Regions from separate parts of the Sus scrofa genome. Here region 1 is linked to region 2. The links are chromatin contacts, called in public HiChIP or PLAC-seq maps. All regions are on one chromosome and are shown on one strand. Each heading gives the region's core, a stretch centred on a gene start, on an enhancer-like site or on the middle of the called end of the contact. The rest is flanking DNA. Distances are from core to core; before and after follow the strand shown. Region 1 overlaps DOCK9 (dedicator of cytokinesis protein 9). Region 2 overlaps DOCK9 (dedicator of cytokinesis protein 9).

Region 1 (6,768 bases), core at 413-2,912, 170 kb after region 2:
TCTGGTAAGGGTGGGTATGAAGAGAGAGCAAAAGTTGAGTGAATCAAAGTTTAATTTCTAAAATCCCTAATAAACAAATGTTTACTTAAAACAATGTCCTGGGGAGGGGGATAGACTGGGGGTTTGGGATAGAAATGTCCTAAAATTAGGTTGTGATGATGGTTGTACAACTATAAACATAATAAAATTCATTGAATTATTTTTAAAAATCTAAAAAAAGTCAAAAATCCACTGAAATCTATGCCATTTTTTGGTGGCTGTGTTGGACTCACGTATGGGGGCCAAATAAATAAAGCAAGCCAAGCCTTCCAGTACACTTTTCTCAATGATAAAGTTTCCAAGATGATGTACTAATTAAAACACATTCTGGTTGACTCTGGAAGTAAAATACAGCCTGTCTGCCAGGAAAAAAAAAAAAAAAAAAAGTACATATTCTTGATTTCCTCAGAACACACAGTCATTGCTATGGGAAAGCAGAGGGCCCACCCGACTGAGAAATATGCCCCCACCACACAAGCACGTGGGTTCCTGACTGTCAAGGTCCTGATAGTAGACAGTAAGAATCAGGGGACTATTTTTCTACCTCTAAACATTTTCGGATCTAAGAACCTTTTTTTGTTACACTGTTTTTCACTTCCAGGGGTGTTGTCCGAAAGTAATCAAACAAAAAAATTAAACTCTGCAAATTGTCCTCAAATCAGTGGTTCTAAGAAGCACCAGACTCAAGCAACAGCCTTTCCTGCAAAGTGTCCCTGGACACAAACTCAGCTCTGCGCTCTCCCTGCCTTTTCCGCGCCTACTGGGAACTCAGTTCTTGCTCTCCCATCCAGTATCCTCAACAGCAGAGCTCCAACGAGTAATTGGCTCTGCCACCAATTTTCAACCTGGCAAGGTGCCTCCTCCGCGGGCAGCACCGGGCAAGAGCGGCACCGGGACAAGAGCAGCACCAGTGTTGCCCCAATGCTGACGCTCAGCGAGAGCCTGCGGTTCGTGCAGCCCACGGTGTGCGGGGTTCAGTTAGTTACCAGTATAACTTTATTTATTTTTTGTCTTTTTAGGGCCGCACCTGTAGCACATGGAGGTTCCCAGGCTAGGGGTCTAATCAAAGCTACAGCTGCCGGCCCACACCACAGCCACAGCAACGCCAGATCCAAGCTGTGTCCGTGACCAAAACCACAGCTCACCGGCAACAGATCTTTAACCCACTGAGTGAGACCAGGGATGGAACCCACATCCTCATGGATACTCGTCGGGTTTGTTAACGGCTGAGCCACCACAGAACTCCCTGTGTAACTTTAAATAATACACTTTAGAATATTATTCCATCACTGAGTTTCTTATAACTTCCCACTCTGTAAGGTAAAAACGTCAAGGACCAAAAAGTGAAATGCAAATCACCAAAATTTAGCTTTGCTACTAATACCAGCTGATAGATGATGTGGCTGATAATGGAATGAAAAGGAAGCGTAAAAAATACATTTTGGCATTCTATGGACTTCAATAAATCACTCTGTTTCCTGGTTCCAACTGGCAGTGCAATCAATGGCTATTCTTACGCAATTCTCCATTACTTAAGAATTTCGGAGGCCAGGCCCAACTATGAAGCAAAAATTCATAAACAGTAACACTGAGTTCATCTGAATACATTTACAGCAACGCCAAACTCCTCTGCACACCCTACGCACTCCCTCACCTTCCAACCCCGAGTATGTGGCTAAACGGAGGGGGCAGGCAATGCTTAAGGTTTCTCATCAGATCTTGGCCAGCCCAGAGCTTCAGGAAGCTTGCCATAGCCATGGAGAATGGACATCAGGAAAAGCCAAATCCGACTGGAGGGTGCCAGTTAAAAGCTACTGACATAACAGATAACTTTTGAAGGCCAGATAATGATCGCTAAAACATAAAATTGAATTTCATTAGGAAATTATTGATTTTTCAAGATAATCAATGCTGTAACACTCTCTTAGGCCAACATCTTCACCATACCTTAAAAATATAAGCAACAAATATGGTATAGATTCAAAAAATTTTTAATCCAATACACAAACATATTTAAAATGGTCTATGAAGGGTTCCCATGGTGACAGAGAGGTAACAAACCCGATTAGCATCCATGAGGACACGGGTTCAACCCCTGGCTTCACTCAGTGGGTTAAGGACCCGGCATTACCATGAGCTATGTAAGGTGTAGGTCAAAGACGCAGCTCAGATCAGGCATTGCTGTGGCTGTGGCGTGATAGGCGGGCAGCTGTAGCTCCGATTTGACCCCTAGCCTGGGAATCTCCATATGCCCGGGTGCAGCCCTAAAAAGACAAAAAGACAAAAAAAAGAAAAAAAAAAATTGAAACACACATGGAATGTGTAGTGTGTGTGTGTGTTTATTGAAGTGTAGTTGATTTATAACGTTATGTTAGTTTCTGGTATACAGCAAAGTGATTCAGTTATATATACATATATACGTACATAAACATATGCTTTTCATATTTTTCCATTATGATTTATTACAGGATACTGAATATAGTTTCTGTGCAATGTAGTAGGACCTTGTTGTTTATCTATTTTATATAGTTTGTATCTATTAATCCCAAACTCCTAATTTATCCCTCCCCCACCTTGGAGTGTGTGGTTTATATATGTCACAAAGCAGAAGATAAAACTTCAGTAATGTTTTAATTATAATCCAGTGCATATAATTCATCCTCTATTTCAGGCCTACAGGAGAAACAGAAACCAGACAGCTTGAGGGTGATACGCCAGCAGAAATACCTAAGGGACCATAAACATGAACCAGCCATAGTGCGATCCTGAATGACTCACTTATTCTCGAGTCCATCCAGTAAACATTTCATAAGCACCCACTACGGTCCAGACACTGTTGTCAAGTCCCATAAACGCTCTTCATCTATAACCTAGAGCAGCTGCAACCCAACCCACTTCAAGGTGCCTTTGGCTCCAAAACTGGATTCTACTCAGACACATGACCCTCCCCAAATTCTGGTCTCCCCTTTGACCCAAAGGTGCCTGACTCTCCAAATCAAAGATCAAAGCTTTTCAGAGACAGCATCCCAGGGTGTGAGGCCAGGCACGATAAGCTCATTCCCCAAAGTGGACGCAGGAAGGGCGAGGAGCAGGAGGGAGACTTCTTTCTGCAGCACCGCCCTCCCACCCTTGCACTCAGACCCCTTCACATCTCAGCCAGGACCAGGACCCCTCCGTCCAGCAAGAGAGGGTGTGCGAGCCACTGCCCTCTGTGCAGTCCCTCCACTGTCACCCAGTGCAACAGGGAACGAGGGAACTTGGGAGGCGGGTGGTGAAACCTCACCCAGGTGCTCTGCTCTTCAGCCAGCTCCACATGCCCTTTGCTGGCCAGGAGCTGGTGACTGGAACCGTGTCCCCTCCAGGCCAGCCATTTCCCTAGTTCCGAGGGTCCAGAGCTCAGTCACTGCTCTGCAGCTCACTGACTTCCACACGCTCACTAGTCCTGTGCACACACCTGCAACTTGCTCTGGGCCCATGAAGACGGAGTCTGGGACACACATCTCACCCCAGGGTTGAGGCCAAGGGCCTGAGGACTCCTCATCCTCCCCCTTCTCTGCCCCTCCCTAAAAGGAACCTAAGTCTGCAGGTTTCACACCCAAAAAAATATCAGCCAAGCAAGTTCTGGGTGTTTTCTCTGTTTTAACTGAAGTATAGTTGATGTACACTATTGTGTTAGTTTCGGGTGTACAACAAAGTGGTTCCGTTATGCATACATAATTTTTATATTATTTTCCTTTATAGGTTATTACCAGGTACTGAATATAGTTCCTCGTGCAATATAGTAAATTTTTTATTTTTATGTTTTATACATAACAGTGTGTATCTGTTAATCCCCTGCGCCTCATTTATCACACACCCGCAACTTCAAGCTAGGAGAGGGCTAGTTGGTCACTGATAGATGTGCAATCAAAGGAGCAGATGCAAGAGAGCAGAGATGTGAATGATAAGGACAGTCTCTTGGAGGATGTGACCCAGCCACAGAAGAGACGCTTTCAGCATCACCGCTTTCATCATTCTTACCTGCACCCACCTCAACACTCAGGTAAAAATGCGCCTACTTGCTAAGGAGCGTCTGCCAAGTGCATAAACCCTCTCAAAAACCGACAAATAAACCTACGTTTCCAGTCTGGAGATGAGGAGCATGTTTCACTCCTCCAAGGGCTAAGAAAAAACCCAAGTTCACCATCTGCTGAACTTCCCTCATAATAAATTTGCCCACAAAAACACAAGAACCACAGGAAATACCTCATAGGAAAGAGAAACGAGCTGGCTTTTTGAGAATAGAGAAGAAATTCAAGAGGCAACAGATGCCAAATTGATACTCAGCCAAGGGAGCGTTCCTGTTCAAAGATTCAAAACATCCTTGATACCCACATGTCATTAGCTCTTGGCATCTCAGCCTGACCATTTTCCTGATGGAAATACTTGGATGCCAGCAGAACCAGGGCTCATATGGGGTGAGGCATAACACACCCTCCACAGCCCAGACGGAATGGTGGTGAGACCTGCCAGGGGCGGCGGGTACATGGCAAAGGGACGGGTGTGCCCTGGGCAACACCAGCATCCGCTCCTCCACCGGGACCCCGCCCACCACACCACCTGCCACCCGCCACCTGGGCATGAGGTAGGGTGGCAGAATCTCCTGTTAACCAGATGCTACCACCCAGCTGACTCCCTGAAGGTGGCTCCCCATCTCCCCAAACTCCTTGCAGGAGTACTGATCTACCAACCCAAAAAATTTCCAAGTACCAGTTTCCTCATTCGTCCTCTTGTCGCCAAGGAAGGAAGACAGTTCGGGGTTTATTGCAACGTTTTTTACTCAAGACCTTTGCCTTTCATTCTGAAGACTGTTAAAGAGAGTAAAACTATTATTAGTTATTGATTCCCTTCAATAATAGATTATTTTCAAGAGGCTTCAAAAATCCAGGGCCTGCCATGTGCCAAAGCTTAAGCCAGATATTTCGTACATACTGTCTTCCATCTTCCCAGGTTTGAGTATAAATCAGGGACAGCAAAAAGGTGCTTTGCATCACTACGGATCCAGCCTTGGCAGAAACCACTGCCAATAATGAGGTTCCCAATCTTATTGCTAAGTCAGCCAAGGCCGCTGGGAAGCGTTACGAAGCTGCTCTCCCATTCGGTGCTCTTTCCCCATTTTGTGGCCCATCTTCTCTTCTCAGAGGACGGTTATCTCGTAGAAAAATTAATTAGATTTTTTCCACAGGAAACCTAATTTGCAGTAAGATACTAGTGAGTTAAGGTATTACTGCTCCCTGAGATACATACTCAGTAAAGGAGACCAGTTAACACAAGTAAGATGGATTGCCAATGGTAGGTCTTTCAGGTCTCAGTGACTCTGTGACGGGTGGAGTCTCGCCCGCTGTTCCTTCCGTCACACCGCTTGCAGTGCCCTGTTTCTCAGTCGTCTCCACAGGCACCGTCCTAAACAGCCCTCAAGATACTCCTCGGGCATCCTCGACCCTGCCCCCTAAACGGACTACTGCTGACATCACTGCTATTCCCTCTCCCGACTGCCACTCTGTTTACCCCACTGACCTTTTCCATTAGAGTCAGGCAAGATTTCTGTCAATAAATTAAACCGCAGAGATCACAAGGTCTTGTTAAAGGAGAAAAGTAAAAATTCACAAGCCGATAATATTGCCGAAAAAGAATCAGAAGATAAATTTTGTCACTTGTACATTATTCAAAACTGCAGCAATGAGCACTATAATGTCCCACACGAATCACGTTATGTCCAAAAGACAGGAGGAAAAAAAACCCCAGCAACTTGGATATATATTTCCAAAATATCACATTAATCTTTTAGGAAAACTCTTAGAATGTAAATTTAATTATTCAAATTCAATTTAATCGAATTTAACATAATCGCGTTAAATTATTTAAATTGTTTTCAAAGATATTCTTTCTGTGAGCCACATGAACCAAGAATGTTACCTGGCTTTATTTAAGGCCAATAGTAAGAACCTTCTGAGAAAAGCAGACCTGCATAACTCAGACACTTGTACAAAGGAATAAAAAAATAAAAACAGGGTTCCAGGTTTTAATAACTGCTAGAGGATTCTGCTTCCTGCCAGGCCTAGAGTCAGGATCAGTTACTGTAACAAAGAAACCTCAAACTCCGAGGATTATCACCAAGAGGGGGTAAAGCACCCCATACCCTCCATCTCCACTCACCCACCTGCCTACTCCCAAGAAAACATCAGGTGGTTTGGGGAATAAGGTTAGTTCTGCATTGTGGAGTTCCCATCGTGGCTTAGTTGTTAACGAATCTGACTAGGAACCACGAGGTTGTGGGTTCGGTCCCTGGCCTCGCTCAGGGGTTAAGGATCTGGCGTTGCCATGAGCTGTGGCGCAGGTCACAGATGCGGCTCGGATCCCGCGTTGCTGTGGCTCTGGCATAGGCTGGCAGCTGTAGCTCCAATTGGACCCCTAGCCTGGGAGCCTCCATACACCACAGGAGCGGCTCTAGAAAAGGCAAAAAAAAAAAGACAAAAAAAAAATTTAAAAAGGTTAGCTCTGCACTGAAAAGACAACAGGGAGTTCCCGTCGTGGCACAGCGGAAAACAAATCCAACTAGTATCCATGAGGATGCGGGTTTGATCCCTGGCCTCGCTCAGTGGGTTAAGGATGCGGTGTTGCCGTGAGCTGTAGTGTAGGTTGCAGATGCGGCTTGGATCCCACATTGCTGCGTCTATAGTGTAGACCAGC
Region 2 (6,740 bases), core at 2,379-4,878:
TCACTTCATACCAGTGCGGTTAGAGAGCCAAAAAGCCACAAAGACACACAAACAATAACATGTGCATTAATCCAATCCACAGACTACTTAAACTGCAGGAGGAGGGCGGACTCATTGACAAAGTTTCCATTGCTGAACGTGAAATAGTGTATGTAAATGGACTATACCTTAATAATAAAAAAAGGGTTCCAAACCACTCTGCTAACACTTATACTTTATCCTGTCACTACCCTACCTCCACCAAACCGCCTGCTGCTCAGCCCCAAAGCTCCCATCTCTTCGCTGTTTCTGAGCTATAGCTGTATTTTCCACGCTGCCCCTCTACTCAGCCTGAGCGCTCCCACAGAGGCCCCCGCTGCCCCCCGCCCCAATCACGTGCTCTTTCCTCTGTCTGACACTCAGGTCCGACGGGGGCAGCCGTCCGGGCCCAGGTGAAGTTCCAACTCTCGCTCCACATTAGGCCCCTAGCCTACATGGGGCCCACGCCTACACCTTCCCGCACTCTGCTCTCTGCATGTCCTGCTCTGACGGCTCTGCTGGCTTCAAGGTTAGGAGGCACCCTCACTCCATCTGCATTTCTCCTCGGGGCTGTGCAGAGCCCACCATGTTCCAACCCACACTCATGGATGGAAGGATGGGTGTCACCGTTCTGCCACCGGGAAGTACAGAGTTGACACATACAGACTGGGAGGGGTCCCAAGCAGTCCACTTAGAGCATGCACCATCCCACCCTTCCTCCTTGCTTCCATGAAAGTGTCTGCTCTGCTCAATTACAACAGAAAACAGCTCAAGGCCAAACAACTGACATTCAGGGTGAGTATTCATCCTGTCCACTGCCAGGCTTCCAGCTCCCTGGAGGAGCACCTGTGGAATGCCAACAATTTGCTTGATTCAGTGTGGGAGAGAAGGGAGTTCAAAATAGGTCTGCTGAAATTATAGTTGCTAAAAATAAATGATAGAAAAGAAACTTCTAAAATATGCGGACCTTAGAGGCAGAGAGGGGTTGGGGCTGGGAACTCCTCCACAGGCCCTGATGAGGCCTGTTTTATAAATCCCTCTTATAAATTCCAAGCACGTCACTTATAAAGCTCTCTAGTCTGGCAAAGTCACATGTAATCAATCCAAACTGCAGGTCTGTGTGAGGTGGTAAGGAAATTGATTTTAGATGCTAGTTCAGAGAGTGGCTCTGATTCACAGCCCTCCTCTGCAAATACAGCAAGGAGAGTTTCATTGGCTGGGGCCGAACAGGTGCACACCCATGGTCGTCTCCAGCTTCATCGTAACAGTGTGGATTTACCCCTCCACATAGAGTCAGTCAGATGCAACAACCCACCAACACCAGGAGTGGACACCGAAGGCCTCATGCCACCTACACTGCCCCCAAAAGCCGACGCATGGCAGACAACCTGGGGAAGGGGACTTTCGGCAACACTGAAAGCAGCGTCTGGCTCTTACATGGATCCAGGGCCCAGATAACCCTGCAGGACTGCTGTGCGCCTACTTGTGGCACTTTAAGACAGACTCACCAGTGAGGGGAAGAAAATCAAGGTCATGACTATAAACACGTTGGATGATACTGACAATCTTCAGTCTAAAAATACAAAAACTCTGAGGGATTTGATCATGATTTGGGGACTCAAAAGTGGTACAGGAATATGAACTTGTTCCCTAAATCCAAAACCCAGGGATCAGGCACTATGACATGCATGTCTTAAGATGGACCATAAGGCAAACATTAAAAGAACCAATTCAGGGGTTCCTGCTGTGGTGCCACAGGATTGGCAGCATCTCCGCAGTGCCAGGACCCCGATTCGATCCCCAGCCCGGCAGAGTGGGTTAAAGTACCCGGTGTTGGCAACTGCGGCTCAGATCTGATCCCTGGCCCAGGAGCTCCATAGGCCACAGGCCAGCCAAAATTCTGAAAAACAACCAACCAACCAACCAAATTCAAACATATAAATCTCATTATTCCTAAGCTATGAGGCAAACAGAATGAAGGCTTCAAAAATTGAGAGAGTAGTTCCTAGATCAATGTGTGGTTTAGGGGAAAGGTGCTTCCCAGGGCGACGTGGGCGCAGAAGTCAGAGGGGAGCCTCTCAAAGTGAAAAATGTCCAACTCCCCAAAGTGGTCAGTAGGTGTTTTGAATCTCTTTTTATAGTAAATTATGTTATGGTTAAGCTTTCTCCTTTTGGATGCCCATATTTCTTTTTAAGCTGGATGATTTTAAAATAAACCACCTCTAAAAATTCTCCGAATGTTGTTTTAGGACCAGGATATAATTAACTTACAGAAAAGGTTGTGCACGGCAGCATCTGAGTGATTTCTGTAAAGTTCCAAAGACAAACTATTTCCCGGAGGTGCTGGAGCATCAGGTTCTAAGGCCGGGAAGGGCAGAACCCTTGCAAGAGGCTGATTCGGACTGCAGCACGACTCTTGGCTCTGCTCAGCTGTGTGACCCTGGGCAGGTCACTTCATGGGTCCAGGTGTCCATGGGAAATAAGGGAGGAGCTGGGCCAGGAGGCAGTTTTCAGGTCCCTACCAACCCTAAAGTCCTATGGTTTAATTTGCCGTCTTGAGAAAAGAACGCGCACCATTACATTCCTTTATTAATCTCCTATCACAGTCTCAGAGGCGTGACATTGATGCTTGACTGTAAGTACATGCCTCCGGAATGTTTCACAAGTGTCTCTGACCTCCTTGACTTTGCTTCTGGGGCCTAACTGAATACTTTCTCACCTGAACTCCGGGAGGGCACGAAACATGCTCCGTTCAAGGGCACAAGCTCTGAGCCTGGTACAGAGTAAGGGCCCAAAGAATACTTTCTGAACAAGTCGGCTATTTTAAAAGTAGAATCAAGCTACCAATCTCTCTCAAGTGATCCTATTTATATAAAGACAAAAATAATGAAAAGTCCAGGAGGGCTTTGTTACGAACTGAATTGTGTCCCTTTTACCCAATTCCTCCAAAAACTCTTATGTTGCAGTCTAATCCGACCTCAGAATGGGAGTACATTTGGAGACAGGTTCTCACCGAGGAAATTAAGGGAAAATGAGGCCATCAGGATGGGCCTTAATCCAACAGGATCAGGGCCCTTATAGGAAGCTAAGAGTAGGAGTTCCCGTTGTGGCTCAGCAGGTTAAGAACCCGACTAGTACCCATGAGGATGCGAGTTCAATCCCTGAGCTCACTCAGGGGACTAAGGATCTGGTGTTGCTGTGGCTGTGTGTAGGCCGGCAGCTGTGGGTCCAATTCTAGCCCTAGCTGGAGAACTTCCATCTGCTACAAGAGCAGCCCTAAAAAGAAAAAAAAAAAAAGTTTTTTTTTTAAAAGAGGAGATTGGGACACAGACATAACAAAGGGAAGACCGTGGGAAGACATAGGAGAAGACAGCCGACTACAAGCCAAGGAGAAAGGCCTCACAAGAAACCAAGCCTACAGACACTTGACCTCAGACAGGGAGCCTCCAGAACCATGAGGGAATGCATTCCTGTTGCGTAAGCCCCCTGTGCACGCACATGTGCTGGAAGCCCCAGCTGACTAAGGCCTCGAGCCTGTCCTCTACAGGACAGCATTTTCAACAGAAAGGCGTGTGTGTGTGTGTGTGTGCTCGCCTGCCTGTTAGCTGCACGCGGCCAAGCAGACAATCTGTTAGATTTTTCCTTGGCAGGCTGTGCTGGCATGATTTAGATGGTGCGTTACTCTGTGGAAGGCAGGGCCCACCTCCATCTGGCATCTCCCTGTGCACTGAAATTGGATTTAAAAGAAAAAAGGAAAAAAAGGAAATCTCCTCATCAGGCACCAGCACTAGCTCTACGAGAAGAAAGCACAGCTTTAGGTTCTGAACCACCAACCTTGCCCCTGATGAAATCCACCAGCCTTCCCCAAGGCTTCCTCTGTGTCCAGGTCCCTTGTCCAGGGGGCCCTAGATCTTGAGCCTTCCTCCCTGGGGCCTCTCTCCCTCCTCCCCGTGTTCACTGCAGAGGCTCCTGGGCCCCAGGACCCCCGCTCCCAACCACACTCCCCGAGACCCCACTTCTGTACAGCTACAACCCAGCAGGAAGCCATAGACACCTGGCAACTCCAGGACCTGTGAGTCTCAGAAGGAACTCCAAGACACGGCCACTGTGTTTACTGCAGTGGAATTTTATAAAAATTTATCTTCACGGAGCCTCAGACAGCCAGTGGTGGCCAGTTACAGTCCACGGACAAGCCCAGTCATCTCACGACAGAGGCCAATGGGACCCAGAGAGTCAGACACAGCCAGGAACTTTCCAGAAGAAGGTGTTGAGGAGAGGTGGAGTTAATAGAGTCCACTAACTGGCCACAGAGGACGTGCAGTCACGTCAGACACTCCCATCCAAGTTCCTGAGAAATATCCACAATGCTCCAGACACTTAAGAAACACTGGGGAATTGCATTTTCAATGGATGCTCAAATTGCTATTCTCACTTAACAGACTTGAAGATTTCTAAGCCAGTCAAAGGAAAAGACACATTTCTCTCTGGATTTATTTTATATTTTTTTCATTGCCTTGATTTTATTTTGTGTACTTTTTTTGTTTTGTTTTTTTAAATATCAGAGGTCTTAGGTCTGCTATAAAAATATGGAACGGTTGGTGAATCTGCGTGTCATCCTTGCGCAGGGGCCATGCTAATCTTCTCCGTATCATTCCAATTTTAGTATATGTGCTGCTGAAGCGAGCACTTCTCTCTGGATTTAATCACACAGTGCTCCACAAGCTGGGCTCCAAAGCCTGGCACCCTCCATTCTGTGCAGCCTTGGGTAAATAACTCAGGCACTCTGGTCTCAGTACCTTCATGTACAAAATGAGGGCTAAGACTAGGACCTCCCTCATGGGTTATAAAGCTGAAATGCCTAACTGCTTGGAAGGCACCTAGAGCAATACTGTGACTGGCACACAGAAAGCAGGAAGAAGTGCTGGCTACGTTCCCCTAAGATCGGCCAGGCAGTTCTTGATAGGAAGTGACATACCTTAACTTTGGAGTTCTCTATCAAATGCTGGGCCATGGATTTTATGAGAACTTCAAAGAAAAACCATGAATACTGAAAGAAAGAAAGAAAAAAATTCCAGTAAGGAAAAGAACAAATCAGAAGGTGGGATGTTTACTCTCTTAGGCTGATGGTATCACCAACATGAAATAAGTGTGACCGGAAATCAAAGCTGGACCTCCTGGCAAATGGTGGTCAGACCAGAGGAGCACGGCAGAGGCTCTCCTGCTTCGTGGGTCCAGCACTGGACACCCCACCCCGCCAGGAAACACGTCCTTTCCTCTCAGCTGAGTCTCACCTGCGCACACTTGCCTCTGGTCTCTAACCCAATGTCCTCCAGTGGTTTAATAGGACTGTGAAACTCTGAAGATAGCAACACCTGCAGCTCTGTCAGGAGCACAAGTACCAGCAGCAAAGTTGGTACTGAAGGACTAACTCTAGGAGTTCCCACGGTGACTGAGCAGGTGAAGGACCCGATATAGTCTCTGTGAGGACACAGGTTAGATCCCTGGCCTCACTCAGTGGGTCGAGGATCCAGCATTGCCACAAGACGCGGCATTAAGCTGCAGAGGCGGCTCAGATCTGGCGTTGCCATGGCTGTGGTATAAGCTGGCAGCTGCAGCTCTGATTCATACCCCGGCCTGGAAACTTCCATATGCCACAGGTGTGTCCATAAAAAAGAAGAAAAAGAACAAACTCTGTCACCCCTTTTTAGGAGGTAGTGATTGTCTCTAAAAGCACACAAAAAGGGTGAAATGGATCAGGCCATGAGGTCTGAATTTTTTCCATCAATTTCAATACCGCAGAGCCACGCTGGCCCCGCCCACATACCTTGAGCAGTTTGTTGCTGGTGAGGAAATCGGCGGAAGGCTTGAGAATTGTGGTCATGGTTTTGGTCAGCTCTTCGTGCACTGTCTTGTATTCGGAAGCAACATACGGCTCTGCCTTATAAGCATACTTTGAAGAAAAGGGAAAGATACTTTAGTGCGTTGGTTCTTCAAGACGGGCTGAAAGCTGGAGAGGCTGCAAAGGCTGGAGATCAGGGACCCAGGTACAACTGCACGGGTGGGAGAGGAAGGCGTGGAAACGGAAGGTGGGAAGGGTGGTTGTCATGTGACAGAAAGAGGGAGCCCATCAACTACGCAAGTCACCTGACTCATCTGGACCAGCGCTCCAGCCCACAGCTCCGCCTCCCAAGGACTCCAAGCTACATGTCCCCTGACGCTCGGTAACTGGTTCCCGAAGAACCTGAACATTACCTTTTAAACTAATACATAACTAAAATTCACAGAGGTGTTGAAGGCTAATTAGAACTTGGTAAAATAGTCAAGGCCACGGTGCTCACTGAATATTGTATGTAAACTACGAACCTGCTGATATGGATCCTAATGACGTCTCTCGCTTTCCCACACCGCCTTTTAATTTGATGGTGGCCAGAGCTAACCTTTCCATCCTTAAACTTCCAGGTCTTTTGGGTCACATTATTTGCAAAACCCATTAAAGGAAGAAAGGTAGTTGAAAGAATGAAATTAAGGAAGTAAATGAATGGCTGCCCCCCTTTAGACGTCCCCTTATTCAGGGGCAAAAGCACCAGCTGCAGGTACAGAAGAGAGAGCAGAGCTGTTAAGTTGCATCCCCAAATAACTAGACTAAAAAGAAATAAGTCCTTAGAAGGAAAGTTGGAGAGCCACAGATTTAAATGACTGGGGCAGTTTAATTTACATACCTT

What was found. HiChIP or PLAC-seq counts read pairs in DNA pulled down with a chosen protein or histone mark.
Region 1: an H3K27ac HiChIP or PLAC-seq map of skeletal muscle shows a contact between it and region 2. The contact joins two enhancer-like sites. A contact is called at or near these places in 1 of 5 promoter capture datasets (liver), 5 of 47 Hi-C or Micro-C datasets (brain, embryonic fibroblasts, liver and 1 more) and 1 of 2 datasets of contacts at active chromatin or transcription factors (skeletal muscle).

Annotation. Positions count from the first base shown.
Region 1 is chr11:68,013,514-68,020,281 of Sscrofa11.1, forward strand. The region is part of intron 1 of DOCK9 (dedicator of cytokinesis protein 9); the gene reads right to left. Among named protein-coding and RNA genes, the nearest start is that of DOCK9, 35 kb to the right of the region's middle. Within about 2 kb of position 1,663, at least 14 of the 83 cell types and tissues checked have an H3K27ac peak or open chromatin away from gene starts, as enhancers often do. A contact at or near this core is called in skeletal muscle, where this site is marked.
Region 2 is chr11:67,845,738-67,852,477 of Sscrofa11.1, forward strand. DOCK9 (dedicator of cytokinesis protein 9) reads right to left here. Exons shown (of 53, transcript XM_021065834.1): 25 at 6,738-6,740; 26 at 5,843-5,968; 27 at 4,994-5,065. Among named protein-coding and RNA genes, the nearest start is that of SLC15A1, 160 kb to the left of the region's middle. Within about 2 kb of position 3,629, at least 20 of the 83 cell types and tissues checked have an H3K27ac peak or open chromatin away from gene starts, as enhancers often do. A contact at or near this core is called in skeletal muscle, where this site is marked.